Regions from separate parts of the Mus musculus genome. Here regions 2 and 3 are each linked to region 1. The links are chromatin contacts, called in public promoter capture Hi-C maps. All regions are on one chromosome and are shown on one strand. The core of a region is the stretch at or near the end of the contact, and the rest is flanking DNA. Distances in the headings are between cores, read along the strand shown.

Region 1 (4,673 bases), core at 1,252-3,751:
ACATACACAGCAAGACCCTCTCTCAAAGAACCGAAATGTACTTTTACGGGCTTAGTAGCTTAGTGATGAAGTGCTTGTCTAGCATGTATACAAGATCCTGGTTGGATCCCAAGTACCACACACACACAGAAGTTTTATTTTCAAGTACCCTAATAACACAAGTATAAAGGCATATAAAACTAAGGCTTGGGTGCTGGAAAGATGGCTTAATCATTAAGAGAATTTGTTATTCCTTCTTACAGAGGTCCCAGGTTCAATTCCCAACACGTACCTAGCCACTCAAGACCATTCATAACTTATTTTTCAGGGGATCTGATGACCTCTTCTGATCTCTGTGGGCACCAGGCACACACATGGTAAACAGGCATACATAAAATAAATCTCTTGTAAAAAGAACACAAGGATGCTAAATGAAAATGTATCATATTTTTATCTATCACAGACTAAGAATCTCATGTTTAATCACTGTTGCTAATTCAGGGTGTTTTCTAGCAACTATTCCAAGCCAGGCATCGTATTAACCCCTTCCTTCATAAACAGTGACTCCAATCTTCCAAAGCACCCTGAGAATTGGCATTGTATCACCCCCAAGATACAGATGATGAAGATGAGAGACAGATTTTTCTTAAACATCTGGGATCACTAATGCTGTGCAAAATTCCAAAGCGCATCAAATTTCAAAGCTAGAATAGCATGCACACTACACCTTTCCTAGTAAGTCTACTCTGACACCAGGAAAGCAGTCAAAGCCACCAGACTTGCTGAAGTGACTTTAGTCCCAAGATTCAATAACTTTTTACAAGAATTCTGATCATCTGCTATGTGGTTTGGAGAAAAACACCCCTACATAAAACAAAAAAAAAAAAAAAAAAAAAAACAAAGGATACCTTGATTTAAACTGATCTTTCAGGAAGAAATCATCCTGCAATTAAAACCACCTATTCTTTTCCTTTCTCTGTTCAGGGGAAGCTGATGGCAAGCTGCAAAGGTTTTTTCACAACAGTGAGATAAAAACACAGGAATAAAAAAGTTAACAAAACAGTCTATCATAACCAAGGTATGCGTTTTAAGATATTCACATCACAGCCCTAACTTAATAAATGAGACTAAACCATTAGTTACAAAATGCTAGTAATTCCAAATTTCTTGACTCTTAGCAATTGTAACCATCCCAAGCCACCTAATAACCTAATAACCAAAATATTATATATGTGTCCAACCTAGAAAAATTTAGGAACACCCTCCACAACGCAAAGGGGCAAAGAGACAGTATAGTATATTCTGCACGTGTAATTACAAAAAAACCAAAACAAAATAGAACATTGAAACACAAATTTTAACACTCTTTCTTGGATTTTATAAAAGCAAAAAAATTAAGTTGTTTTAAGTTTTTATCGTTTTGTTTTCTTAAACAAGTGATGCGATAAGAACGTGAGTTGATGAGGGGTTTAGGGATGGATATGGCTAAAATACGTGACCTTTCAAAGAATATATAAAAATTATTTTTTAAAAAAGGACTTAGGTTGACTGCGATTAATCCTGCTTGAGAGGAGAACAAATACAACACCCACGAGGAAATAAATACACGGCTGCAGGAGCCACCATAACCAGTCAGATCTTGTGCTTGCTAAGGGGGCTTTTCAGAAACACCTCCATTCAACCTGCAAGTCACCTGTGACGCTGGCCAAGTCAGATGCCAAAAGAATTCACTCATCTTTCTTAGAGGTCTTGCAGAAAAAAAGCTGGGGGAGCGGGGCACTGAAGTTTTCCTCTGAACTAAAACTTTCAAGGCTGCATTTACTAAAACCTGTTTCCACAAAGAGATAGATAGGGTGACATGGCTGCTATCACCAACATCAGATCGAAATTCAAGTTAAAAAAAAAAAAAACTGGCAGAAAGAAAAAGAAAGGCAAGCCTTTTCAAGCGCTATGCTTCACTTCAGTAAAAAGCCTCAAAACAATTCAAAGAAATAGGCTAAGAACAAGGTTCCCCGGCTCTTGACCTTCAAAACAAGCTTCCCCAAAGGTCTCATCCGAGAAGCAAAGTTTGGAGCAGCGGCCCGGGCTGCCGCACTGCCTGCGGGGCAGCATCGCGACCGTCGCGGGGACCCAGAGGGACGGAGCCTCAGAGCCTCGAAGCCCGAAGCTCCACCGGCTCCGCTGACCCGGCCCCCCCGCCCTGTACACTTCCGGGCCCCAGCACGCCCACCCGCTTACCGGCATCATTTTGGACCCGAACCGCATGGAAGCGGGGGTCTGGCGGCGGCCTGGCCGAGCAGAAGTGACCCGAGGGTCGCGGGCCCGGGGAAGCCAAGCGAGAACGAGGCCGCGCGCCCGGCGGCCGACCTGTTGCGAGGCAGCGGCGCTGGAGTCCCCTCAGCGGACCGGGACGCCACCGAGTCCGGGGCCCAATCCCCTCGCCCGTCTCCGGGACGCGGCTTTGTCTCGGCGCTCGCGACTCCCACCTCCTCCTCCTCCTTCTCGCCGAAACCAACTAATCCCGGCCGGGCCCCCACCGAGGCGCGCTGGCCCCGCCCCCCACGAAGCCCCGCCCGCGGCGCGCCCCAAGGCTTGAGGTAAGGGGGAGCGGAGCGCCAACCGGGCGGCGAAGGCGCATGCGCAGATGCTGGGGGCGGTGCCAGAGGGGGCGGGAACCTTTGCTCCGAGGGAGGAAGATGCAGGCGGCGGAGCTGCTCCTGAACGCGCCTCCAGGCGGAGCCAAGGCACGGGAGGGCGGCGCCGCAGGAGAACAATAATCGTAAAACGCGGGGATGGAGCCCAGGGCTGTGTCCCTCACCTCCTTGGCGGTTCCGAGTTGCTCAAGAGAGTTGAGCCCTTTGCCTTAGGAACCATGAACCAGCCACAAGGCGCCGGACGCCGAGGGGCCTGGGCGGCGCCGCCTCACACACCTGACTCAGGGCGCCCTGAGGGATCCGAGCGCCCCACAAGATGGAGACCTGCGAGTCCGCCGGGCCGGAGCACGTTCCTGACAGAAGGCGCTCTCGGATTTGTCCTCATCCCTCAGGCGATGTCCAAGACCCCCCTCTGAATGGCCTGTTACTTCTATAATGTAAGAAGGGAAAAGCCCTTCAGTGTTGAGAAGTGGGGGGGTTCCCTGTGTTTTGAACAGCACGCTCAAAGGATTTGAAAATGGGTAAAAACAGCTTTCTGGGGCGCTCTTCAGCTCATCACGACCTGTAAACACTTTTAACACAAGGACCATTTTTTGGAGCCGTCGAAGCTCACGCTGGGAAATTGGCAGTAGTTCGCTTTGATAGGGAGGCAGATAGTCGAGTCCATTATCCAGAGAGACATAGGCTTCAGGAACACTAACTCCACGAAGCTCATTTCACGTCAAGTAACCCGTGCAAGCTCATTTGGAATCAGAGGACAGAAGAGTCCCCAAAACGAAATGAAATGAAGCACCAGAATGTATACAGCTTCAAGAATGGAGCCAGCTGAATGTGGTAGCGTGCACTAGTAATCTCAGCGCTTGGGAGGCTGAGCCAGGAGAATTGCAGTGAGTTCCAGGCCAGCCTGAGCTGAAAGAGTAAGACCTTACCTCAAATGACACTTTTATAAAAATTAAATATAAATTGACCTGTGTGTGGCACAGATCTATATCCCCAGGTACTCAGAATGCTGAGGCAGGAAAATCCCAAATTTAAGGGTTCCCAGGGCAGCTTTAGCAGAATAGGTCTCAAAATGTAAACGGGGGGGGGGGGGTCCCTGGAGTCAGACATAGTTTAGTGATAGAGTGTTTAACATGAATAAACTCCTGGTTTTAATACAAAGCACAACAGAAAGAATGAGCACTTATTGTTTGTCGTCCCAGCACTAGAAGGCTGAGGCAGGACGTATCAAGAGTCTGAGGCCAGCCTGGGCTACATGCTCTGTCTCCAAATAAATAAACAACAAATAAAAGAATAATTATTTTTTTATTTTAACATATCCCTTACCCAAAAAAAAGAATCATCCAACTCCCAGTTAACATCATCCCAGCTACTCTATCATCCCAGCTACTCTATCTAAACATGAAATTAAAACTGATACAACTAGAATTACCCTGGGTTAAGTAAAGGAAGTCCACACCTTGACTTACTCAGTAAAATGTATCAAAATACTGTAGGTCTTCTAAGTACTGTGGATCCATCAATGAACAAAACAAAGCTGAATGGACAATAAAACCAGTCTACATACAGTCACCCAGAAGAAAAAAAGAAAAGAACAAGAAAAAAAAAAAAAAAAAAAAACTCTTTTTGTGTTGTTGTTTGGTTTTTGGTTGGTTGGTTGATTGGTTTAGTTTTTCTAGGTAATGTCACTCAGTGTAGCCTTAGCTGTCCTGGAACTCATAGACCAGGCTGTCCTCAAACTTACAGAGATCCACCTGCTTCTGCCTTCTAAGAGCTAGGATTAAAGGTGTGCACCATCACTGCCCAGCTCAGTAAAAGAATTCCTATTGTTCATTAATGCTCCAGTTCTCAGTGGATCAAGGAATGGGACACTTACCCCATTACTACCAGAAAACTGACTGCATACAACAGTACATTATGTTTAATATGAGCACTGCAACACTGGGTTGGTTAAATAATAACAACAACAATAATAATTTTGTCTGTGTAAGTGCACACAGACATATATGCAGGCAAAACACGAATTCACATGAAATAAGC
Region 2 (4,673 bases), core at 1,412-3,911, 1.2 Mb after region 1:
TTTGCTCACAACCACGTGTACTTCCAGTTCTGTGGAATCTGACGCTCTCTTCTGACTTCATAGGTACCAGGCATGCACATGATACACATGTCCACATGCAGACAAAACACTCACAAACATGAAATAACAAACCTAAAAGAAAAGAATATATACATACATGCATACACACCACACACACACATACACACACATATAAATTGGTTTTTTGAGACAGGGCTTCTCTGTGTAGCCCTGGACTCACTTTGTAGACCAGGGTGGACTTGAACTTGTAGAAAGCCACCTGCCTCCACAGTGCTGGGATTAAAGGGCTGTGCCACCGTGCCAAGCACTAAGAAAACTGAAAAATAAGTTAAAATATATTTCAGAGAGAAGCACATATATAAAGCAAAATAAATCTTTCTCCATCCCACAGTAGTGCCCCTTGGAGATCATCAAAGAGTCTCTGGTTTATCTTTCCAGAATCTTCTACAAACATATATTTTGTCGATTGCATTTGCAAGAATTTTACTTATAAATAATTCACTTAGTAACAGTAATGACTGCTAATGTATAAGGTCCATCTTATTTATATTTATTGGAAGAAGAAAGCTAAAGCATCTAAAAATAATAAAAATGGACAAGTCTTCCAGAGTGCAGTTCTTGAAATGACCACCAGGCGTCAGAGCTGCCAGTCGGAATCCCGGAGCACTGGAAAGTTACAAGAGGGGCAGTGTCCATAGACCGCATGGGTGACTCCTCCCAGGCAGCTGCTTTGGCCCTTTGGCCCAGTGTCTCACTCGCTGGCTTAGAGGTGGTCTAGGAAAGGGATTCTCAGGAAAAACACCGGGGTGAACACCTAGCTGGCCTCCCTTGGGTCTCTAGAGAAGCTGTCTAACACTGTCAAACCTCTGTGAGAAATACAAATGTGGTCAGCCTTCCTGTCACTGCAAGGCTGCTTTTTTAAGTCAAGACCTTTCCTGTCCAAAGCTGGGGAACAGGAGGGGACTCCGCCATACCATCCTGTTTCAGGAGGAACATCCAGTTCTGGGTAGACAGAGCTCTGTGTAAGCAGGACACCAGCTCTTGCCACTTCCTAGTTGACTCAGCACACACTTCCTGTCCAGGCCCAGGCTGCCATCTCCAGATGCTGAGAAAGAAGTGCCAACCCCTGCAGGGAGCACAGGGGCACCCCGTTCACAACTCTCAGGCTGCTGTTCAAGGGAGTTAGTTACACTGCTGCTCTTCCTTGCTCCTCCTGACTGGCCATGGGTACCCCAGCTCTATGGAGCTGACACCTTGTGGGATATGGATCCTGGGAGCAAGCTTCCTCCTGCACCTTCCTAGATTGCCAGCATCCAGAGGGGGACAGGACAAAGAGAGGGTCCAGCATGAGAGACTCATCCTGGGAGGACACAGCGATCCCTGGAGGGGAACAACAGAAATGTCTCGAAGAGGCCGGCAAATCATTCCGCAGTGTCCCAGGGAGCATTTGTCTAGGGTTCCTTGGACCACATCCCACTTCTGGACCTGGGATGATGGAAAGATTCACACAGAGCTCAGACCCACTACACACTGCGGCAGGACTTTCTTCTCCAGATGCCTGTGGAAGGGGCAGGGGCTGGTGGGATGGGAAGGAGGATGTAAGAAGAGTCCTGCCCTTCTCGGGCAATGATACTTGAGACGTGACTTCCGTGCTTCCTGACAGGCAAGTTAAAGTGGTCTTTTTATGGGAACTGAGAGTCCGTATCTACTCAACTGGCATATCCTATAGAGGGCCGCATGAAGCAACCATAATTATTTTAGTCACTACACATTTTAAAAGCTATATACATAATTTAAAATGACACATCTGTGATGCCATACACATAGTAAAAATGCTGGTTATTATTAAAACATAGGTTCTATTCACAGTCAAATAAGATTACACCGGATGTTTGATGTCCCATACATAATGTATGAGCCAATGCTTCGTGTAATAATACAAAGGGGACACTTGCTTTGGGATGGACTTTAACTTACCATGCAGGATAGAAGCTGTGGCTTTGATGTGGCTTACAGAGGAATGGCAACAAGGTGCCCTCCCCTTTTGTGCTATCACATGGGACGTATGACGAGTGAGAGGAAGAACCTCCTATAGTGTGCCCCCCACTCCAGCCCTGACAGCGGGAGCTGAGAATGTGCTTCAGGCTGAGCCACTCCAGCTGCCCCCCAGCCCCCTGGAAAGCCGCACTTCAGTCACAAGCGCCACTTCACAGAACCATTCAAATGACAAGGGTTCCCCAGGCCAAGAGAGACTTCACAGGCCCCCCTGCACCTGAAACCTCCAGGCTACCAGATCCTGTGGAAAGGGAGCGATGGGTGCTGAGGAGAGAGGGAGGGTTCAGCCCCACCCTACTGAATCAAATACCTGCTTGCCCACCCTCTAAGTTACTCATGCTTCAGGCCTGTGAATCATCCAAGAGGTGGGCGGTCATGTTGAGTTTGTCACGTGTGGTATCCTAATGACAACAGTCCCATCCTCTGCTAATCCTTCCTTAAACGACTCCACCTCCAAGCCCCATGGTCAGCCAGGCAAAGGCCAGCTTTGCAACCTCCAAAGTTTCCTCTGCAGGGCCATGGGGTGTGTCCCTTCTAGAGAGTGAGTCAGGAAATTGCTGAGGTGAACATACAAAAACAGCACTTCCTGCATCAGACGCCAGCCTGGCACACAAGAAGGTCAGGCTAAACGCTCAGGTCACGAGCAACCCTCCCACACGGGCAGGTGGCCTTCTTCACCTACACCCAAACAGCTTCCGAGGTGGTGACAAATCGCTGTGCCTATTGCCCTGCAAACAATAGCGAGGGAGAAGGATGCTTTCCTCAGCAGGCAGGTCTCCTCGCTCAAGCTTTCCTGACCCGCCAGGAGAAAAGCAAACTGACTACAGCGATGGGGATCCAGAGGGTGGCTTCCCTCACTCCCCAGTGGCTCATTACATTTCAATTCTGTTCAATACAATGCAGATGGATTGTGTGTGTGTGTGTGTTTTTTAAACTTTACAGAGCCTCCTGGCTTTTATAAAGAGATGTTAGTTGGAGTTGAAGGACAGAGAGAAGCAGAGATGGGGGACCCGTAAAAACAGGCCCATGAGCAGCAGGATTCAGATTTGGATGGGCAGAGCAAAGCATCTTTTATTCCAGGAGCCGTGTTAGCCGGACGTCTCCGGTACCCGGCTTCTTAGAGCAGCACAGTGCACTCTCCTTGTGATTTTGGCTGGATCACAATAGATCTGCTCCAGCCGATCCTATCTAAATTCTGATGCTCACTACGCCATCTTTTGGATAGCCCGGTCTATTCAGGGTCGGAATGAACTGACCTCAGGTCTTAACAGCCTGCGACAAGAGGCAGAGGAGAAGGCCCCGCTTCTTCCTTGTTCTGTTCCTCTTCTTCCTCCCATGCTACGACAAAAAGCTCTCAAAACTTGTCAAGGACCTCGCCTTGGAAGGAAATACATGATCAGATTCTCGCTTCGGATCATGGTGCTGTGGGTTAGTGACAGTCGCAGCCTCCAGCACCTACAGGTGCTAGACAGCTGGACTCACATGGGTGTCCTAAATGTCCTGTGTCCTAAATGTCCTGTGTTCTTCTGGCCACCAAACTCTGTGCTTTCTAAAACACCCATTTCTTCTTGAAATATAGCCCACATTTAATAGAGACACGATGAAGAAATAGATCACTTTCTTCTCACTCTGGCCACCAGAAATACAAAAGCACAGCCACAAATACCAGCTGACAGCCATTCTGAGGTCTGGGAGGCAACAGGGAGTAGTGGAGACTGAGGTAAACAGAAGCACCCATCACATGTTAAGGGCAGAAACCTCTGTTCACATCAGTCACTTGCCTTGCAGAAACTTGTACTCAAGTCTTTGAAGAGAAAACCCAGAAATCCAAATTCTTTTTTTTTTTTTTTTTGATGGAGAGAGACAGTCTCAAGTAGCCCAAGTTAGCCTCAAACTCACTACACAGCCAAGAATAACCTTGAACTCTTTATCCTCCATTATCCATCTTCCAAGTGTTGAGGTTGTAAGTTTGACCACACACACACTCACTCACACTCACATACACACACACTCACACGCACTCACATACACACACACACACTCACATGCACACACACATACACAAACACACACTCTCTCTCTCTCTCTCACACACACACACACACACACACACACGCCTGTAAGTGTCTACATGTGGACTCTGGCTGTTTTAATCTGGCCACTATTTGTTATGTGTCTTTATGGGCTGGCAGCAGCATGAGTGGAAACAGAACCACCACCCTGGAAACTAAGAGCCGAAGACTGGTAGATCCAGCTCTGATATCAGCCCACGCTTCCCCTGAGCAAGACACATCATTGTTTTGTACCTCAACTGCTTTGTCTCAAAAGTTTACAAGTCCAAAATTCCTTCCAACCCTTAATCACTATCGAGCTTGACTGAACAACTCTTTTTTTGTACATCGATTCCCAAAAGTCAATCTAGGACCATGGTAGAAGGGAAAACAAACAAAACCTGGACCCTGCACCACAGCAGAGACATGGCCTGGGTGTGGCAAACACTTGGTTAATAGGACCACAGGGATAGACACACTTTCATCAGTCCAGATCTGAGGATACCCGCCACCCATCAGGGCATGCCGTCACTGAGTATAAGCCTC
Region 3 (4,673 bases), core at 557-3,056, 1.2 Mb after region 1:
AAGCAGTCTCCTCTAATTCCTTCTAGCTGGGCAGTGAAACATTTGCTGCTGGCTTCCCATCTTCCAGATGGTTAAACTGAGGCTCAGCAAGGCAAAACAAAAGCATCTCAAAGCTAGCTCTAGGTGGACTTGGGTTTGTATTTAGTTTCGTTGTTTGTTTTGCTTTGAGATGGCGGCTCCCTACGTAGCTCACACTGGCCTGAAACTCAGTATGTAACATAACTTTGTCCAGCATTCACGAGCCTCCTGCATCGGGGCTTCCCAAGTGCTGGGATTACAGGCCTGTACCTTCTAGCTTCCAAGTAGACTTTGAACTCAAACAGTGTGATTCAGCATAGAGGGCTAGTTACTGCTCTATCATAGGAGAGCTCGGAGGAAGACTTACATGGGATGCGAGGGCGACCCCCCAGCTCTAGGAAGGATTGAGTTGGGCTCTCTAGGAAAAGCAGGATGGACTTGGTGGTCCGAGATCTGTTTTGAGAGAGGTTGGGGACAGGATTCCAGGATTGAAGCCTACCAGAGCTGCTGAGAGTTCCAGAAAAGAATGTGAAGTGAAGGGGGAGGGGTGGATAATAGAGCAGGGAGCACAGGACCAGCCTCTCCCACCCAGAGGTCCCAGAAGTGCTGAGGAAGGGAACTTCCAGGGTGCCCAGGGCGAGGTTGGGGATCAATTTCCCTTAGAAAGTGGGGCAGGAACCCAGAATTTCACCCTGTTGGCATTCGAGTAACCGCCTACATTTCTAAAGAACACACCACAGTTTACAAATTACTTGCACAAAAAAAAATGTCCTGTTTCACTATGACAGGCAACCTGTGTTAGGCAACTTAAAAATCCTGCACTGAGCTGAGTTCACCGCGGGCCCAGTGAGGGTGGTTCTGTTACTGTCCCTCCCGTACTGGAAAACAGAGGCCAAGGTCAGTTGTCATGTGGCAACATTGGGGTTGGAGCCCAGATCTAATTCGGGAAGGACTCGCTTAAACCGCAGTCCCCAAACAACCTAAGAAGCAAGCAAGTTACTGTTAGCGCTTTGCAGGTGGAGAGGCTCGAGTGAGTATGGACTCTAGCAGGTTCACTCTGCTCATGGTTAAACCAGGTTTCCAGACGTGAGTAGCACAGAGGATTTGCAGGAGGGCCGCGGGTAGACACACCCGAAGCCCGGGTCTGTCTATCTAAGTTCCACAGCTGCCGTACACACCCGTACAGCCTTGGGGAGAAATATTCCAGATTACCAAACACAGCGCTTGTACAATAATCAGGTTGTGCGAAGACCAGATTAGGGAAGACCCACCCCGTGTAGAGCCCCGAGGCTCGAAACCCTCCGGATGGTACTGGCTAGGGCTGGTGATACCTCCTCACCCAGAACCTGGAATTAAGGGAGGCGGGTTCTGCTCCTCTAGAGCCCAAACCCGAGGAAGGAAATGGAAGGGTGGGATGGTGTCAGACGGAAGGGAAAGCAGAGAAGAGGAAGACCAAAGCCAGCAAGGGGGAAGGGGAGGCTCAATGGTCTACGCCCTGACTGTGCGGCAGATGCATGAGGCCCCAAGACTCTGCCTGGCAAGTGCAGACTGATTGCATAGGATCAAATACCGTGCAAGGTTAGTACACCGTGTCCTAGGTAGAGAGGAGGATTTTAATACAGAATAAAGGCCGCCCTCTTTCCTGCCCTCCTCCCACAGAGGGGGGGGAGGGGGGTGACTGGCCCTGGCAGGTCGCCTGTCCCCGCCCCGCGCCCTCCCCAGAGCCTCCTGCCCGCTGAGGTCGCCGCCCAGCAAAGCCTGGGCACTCCTCCCTTGCTTGCCGCAGGTCTCGGCCCATCACCCGAGCCTGGTCCCACCCGCCAAACCACATACTTTCACCTCCGTCTCACCCTTCCCTCCACCCTTCCCGTCTTCCTGGCCCAGTCCTCGCCACTCAGATGATTTTTAAGTCTGCCGCTTCCTTTCAATGGCTAGAGAAAGGATGGAAGGCTTGTGTTTGGCAGTGTTTAAATTACTCCAGAAAACACCCAGTGGCAAAGACAATAAAAGGGTACAGTTTCTTCGGCTGCTTCCGCAGGGCAGGGGGAGGGGTGGCCCGCTAACCTCCACCCACCTGCCGCCCGCCCGCCAGCTGTCTTCTGGGTGGACAGCACGGGGTCTCACCCCTGTCCCCTCCCCCCACCTCCTCTTTGGCAGGCTGGCAGCCTAGGCCAGCTGGATGGCTTGTCTCTACTCTGAGCTAGAAGGCTTCTGAAGTTAGCTGAGGCTCACAACTCTCATGCGCCTGCTGGGCGATCAAGACTTTTTACAAGGAGGGTGGCGCTATTGCCTCCTATCCGTGTCCATCAGAAACCCCTTCCTGACCAGCTTCGTTCCCACAAGCAACTGCGGCTGCTATCTCATGCCACCCGCGTATTCCAGCAGAGTTTGAGGAAGACCCTAATTTCCATTTCTTCCAGCAAATATGATTGCTTGACTCCAACTTCTGAGGTCCTGGGGAAGACAAGAGCCTGTGTCTGGGCTCATCTTAGCAGTTAGCTTGGAATCTGCTCACAACGGGTCACCCCCGGGGAAGTAAGTCCCTTGCTCACAACCTCGATGGCAACCATCCAGAACGAGAGAGAACTCTGCACACCTCAGCTCACCCTGCCTGTCCCCAGGAAGACTCACACTTGCCCATGCTCCTACCCGACCTCCTTCCAATCCTTTGTCTAAGGAACCTCCTGTAGCAGGACTGTCCTAGAAAGCATCCAGCTAAGAAAGACTTCTGCATTAAAGCATTACTTGCTACAGTAGAGCTACGTTCAAGCTTCTAAGTGACTGTCTGCTAATGATGTGACCTTGGGCAAGTCACTTAATCATGCTAAGATCCATGTTAGTCACCTGTCGATTTATCATCGATGCCAGAGTGCAGCCTGCTGCCCATATGAAAGGGGAGTGAACACAGCTTCCTCACCCCCATCTCTATTACAGATGGAGCCCAGCGCATCACAGGTGCTACTGAGCGCCCCTGACAGCTGGCCCGAGACACACCTCCACGCTGCTGCCTGAAGCAGCTCGAACTCCTCAGCTGCCTCTCAAGTGAAGTGGGAGTGGATTTCACTGCAGAGAGAGATTTTAGGGCGAGCCAATAAGACACACAGTTGGGGTTTATTAAGAAGGCATGCCAGCTTGAAGAAAAAGAGGGGCTCGGGTCAGATAATGCACACAGATCCACAGGTGTGTGGGCCTCTCAAGGGGGAGTGTCCCTGCCGTGTCTTAGTGACAACCACACATATAATGTTGGTAGCTCTCAAGCTACATCTCACAGCATCAATAAGAAGACCCCCCCCCCTTTTTTTTTTTTTTTTTTTTTTTTTTTTTTGATAATCGAGGTTAAGGTGTGGCTTCAAAAGCACCTGGATAGGATTGCTAGCTGAGAAAGAAGATAAAACCATGCATGAGCCAAGGGGGGTGTGCAAGGGGTTAAGGCCTGTCCCTTACTATAAATGGTGCTTCTGGTGAGATCCCTCGAAAACTGCAGGTTTACACAGTTGTGAGAGGGAGAAAGGCCGAACCTGCTTCTGTCTAAAGCATGGTGGTTGTCGCTGCTCCAATGTCTCTACGTGGGCGTGGTGGCACTCCTTTAATCCCAGCACTAGGGAGGCAGAGGCAGGCGGATTTCTGAGTTCAAGGCCAGCCTGGTCTACAAAGTGAGTTCCAGGACAGTCAGGGCTATACAGAGAAACCCTGTCTCAAAAAACCAAAAAAAAAAAAAAAGTTATCTCTCTGGGGTTCATCTCACCTCACCAGCAGTTTTATTAACTGCACTGGGACTCCTAATTCTTAGCTAGTGAGAAACTTCTCCTTTCTTCCCTCCCTCCTTCCCTTCCTTCCTTTTTCTTTCTTTCTTTTTCTGAGACACGGTTTCTCTGTGTAGCCCTAGCTGTTCTAGAACTCACTTCAGAGACCAGGCTGACCTCAAACTCAGAAATCCACCCACCTCTGCCTGCCGAGTGCTGGGGTCAATGATGCACCACTCTGCCCAGCCCCAAGGCAGAGTTCTTCCCAAAGTGCTTTTCACACAGCAGCTGTCGATAATGGCTGCAGTCATTTTGACATCATTCCTGGGCCCCTGCAATGACCAAGTATGAATCCCCCTGCCTCAAGAGGGACTCTTTGTTCTGTTCAAAGAACAATCAAGAATGCTATCAACTAGACATCAAGGGAAACAGAAGCGGCCGAATGTCTGTGGTTCAGTGGGAGAATGGACGCTCTGGGTTCATCCCCGGCACCGTCAGAAAAGAAAACCCGGAATGAACAAGCACCATTACAGCAAGAAAGTACAAAGAAAGTGCTTTGGGAAGTAAGAAACAGAAAGCTGGTCCTTCATTTTCTGCCAAAGGAGAATATAAGCCTGGCCGAGCTGTAAAAATAAAACTTTGCCTTGCACTGTCCGTGTTAGCGCCTGGTTTCCTACACCATAACACTTCAAATGAACTCTGACCTCCATTCCTGGGTATGTGTGTGAGAGAGAGACCCATACTTTCTCTGGCTCTGGCTCTCTCACACACAGATAGATAGGCAAACAGAGAGTTAAACTAACAGGGCTTCAGAGCAGCCTCTGAGAGTGGTGTGCAAAACTGGTGAGTTTTGGCTTGCAAGAACCGATTTTATAAGCTGTTTATTAGACATAGTCATTATTAAATATTGAA

What was found. Promoter capture Hi-C pulls out the DNA fragments that hold promoters and counts their contacts.
Region 2: a contact with region 1 is called in a promoter capture Hi-C map of embryonic stem cells, with 7 times the contacts expected there. The contact joins the enhancer-like site here to the promoter of Trp53bp2 in region 1. A contact is called at or near these places in 4 of 39 promoter capture datasets (embryonic stem cells, hippocampal neurons, liver and 1 more).
Region 3: a contact with region 1 is called in a promoter capture Hi-C map of embryonic stem cells, with 8 times the contacts expected there. The contact joins the enhancer-like site here to the promoter of Trp53bp2 in region 1. A contact is called at or near these places in 4 of 39 promoter capture datasets (the C10 cell line, embryonic stem cells, hippocampal neurons and 1 more), 1 of 484 Hi-C or Micro-C datasets (liver) and 2 of 115 datasets of contacts at active chromatin or transcription factors (astrocytes and pancreatic cancer cells).

What each region holds. Positions count from the first base shown.
Region 1 is chr1:182,406,995-182,411,667 of GRCm38.p6, reverse strand. It overlaps Trp53bp2 (transformation related protein 53 binding protein 2), which reads right to left and starts at 2,501. Exons shown (of 18, transcript NM_173378.2): 1 at 2,218-2,501. The coding sequence starts at 2,244.
Region 2 is chr1:181,228,884-181,233,556 of GRCm38.p6, reverse strand. It overlaps Gm38664, which reads right to left. Exons shown (of 6, transcript XM_011238899.2): 3 at 1,275-1,401; 4 at 996-1,147; 5 at 242-337. Among named protein-coding and RNA genes, the nearest start is that of Wdr26, 19 kb to the right of the region's middle. Within about 2 kb of position 2,661, at least 145 of the 459 cell types and tissues checked have an H3K27ac peak or open chromatin away from gene starts, as enhancers often do. A contact at or near this core is called in embryonic stem cells, where this site is marked.
Region 3 is chr1:181,253,979-181,258,651 of GRCm38.p6, reverse strand. No RefSeq gene overlaps it. Among named protein-coding and RNA genes, the nearest start is that of Gm39718, 31 kb to the left of the region's middle. Within about 2 kb of position 1,806, at least 318 of the 459 cell types and tissues checked have an H3K27ac peak or open chromatin away from gene starts, as enhancers often do. A contact at or near this core is called in astrocytes, embryonic stem cells, liver and 1 more, where this site is marked.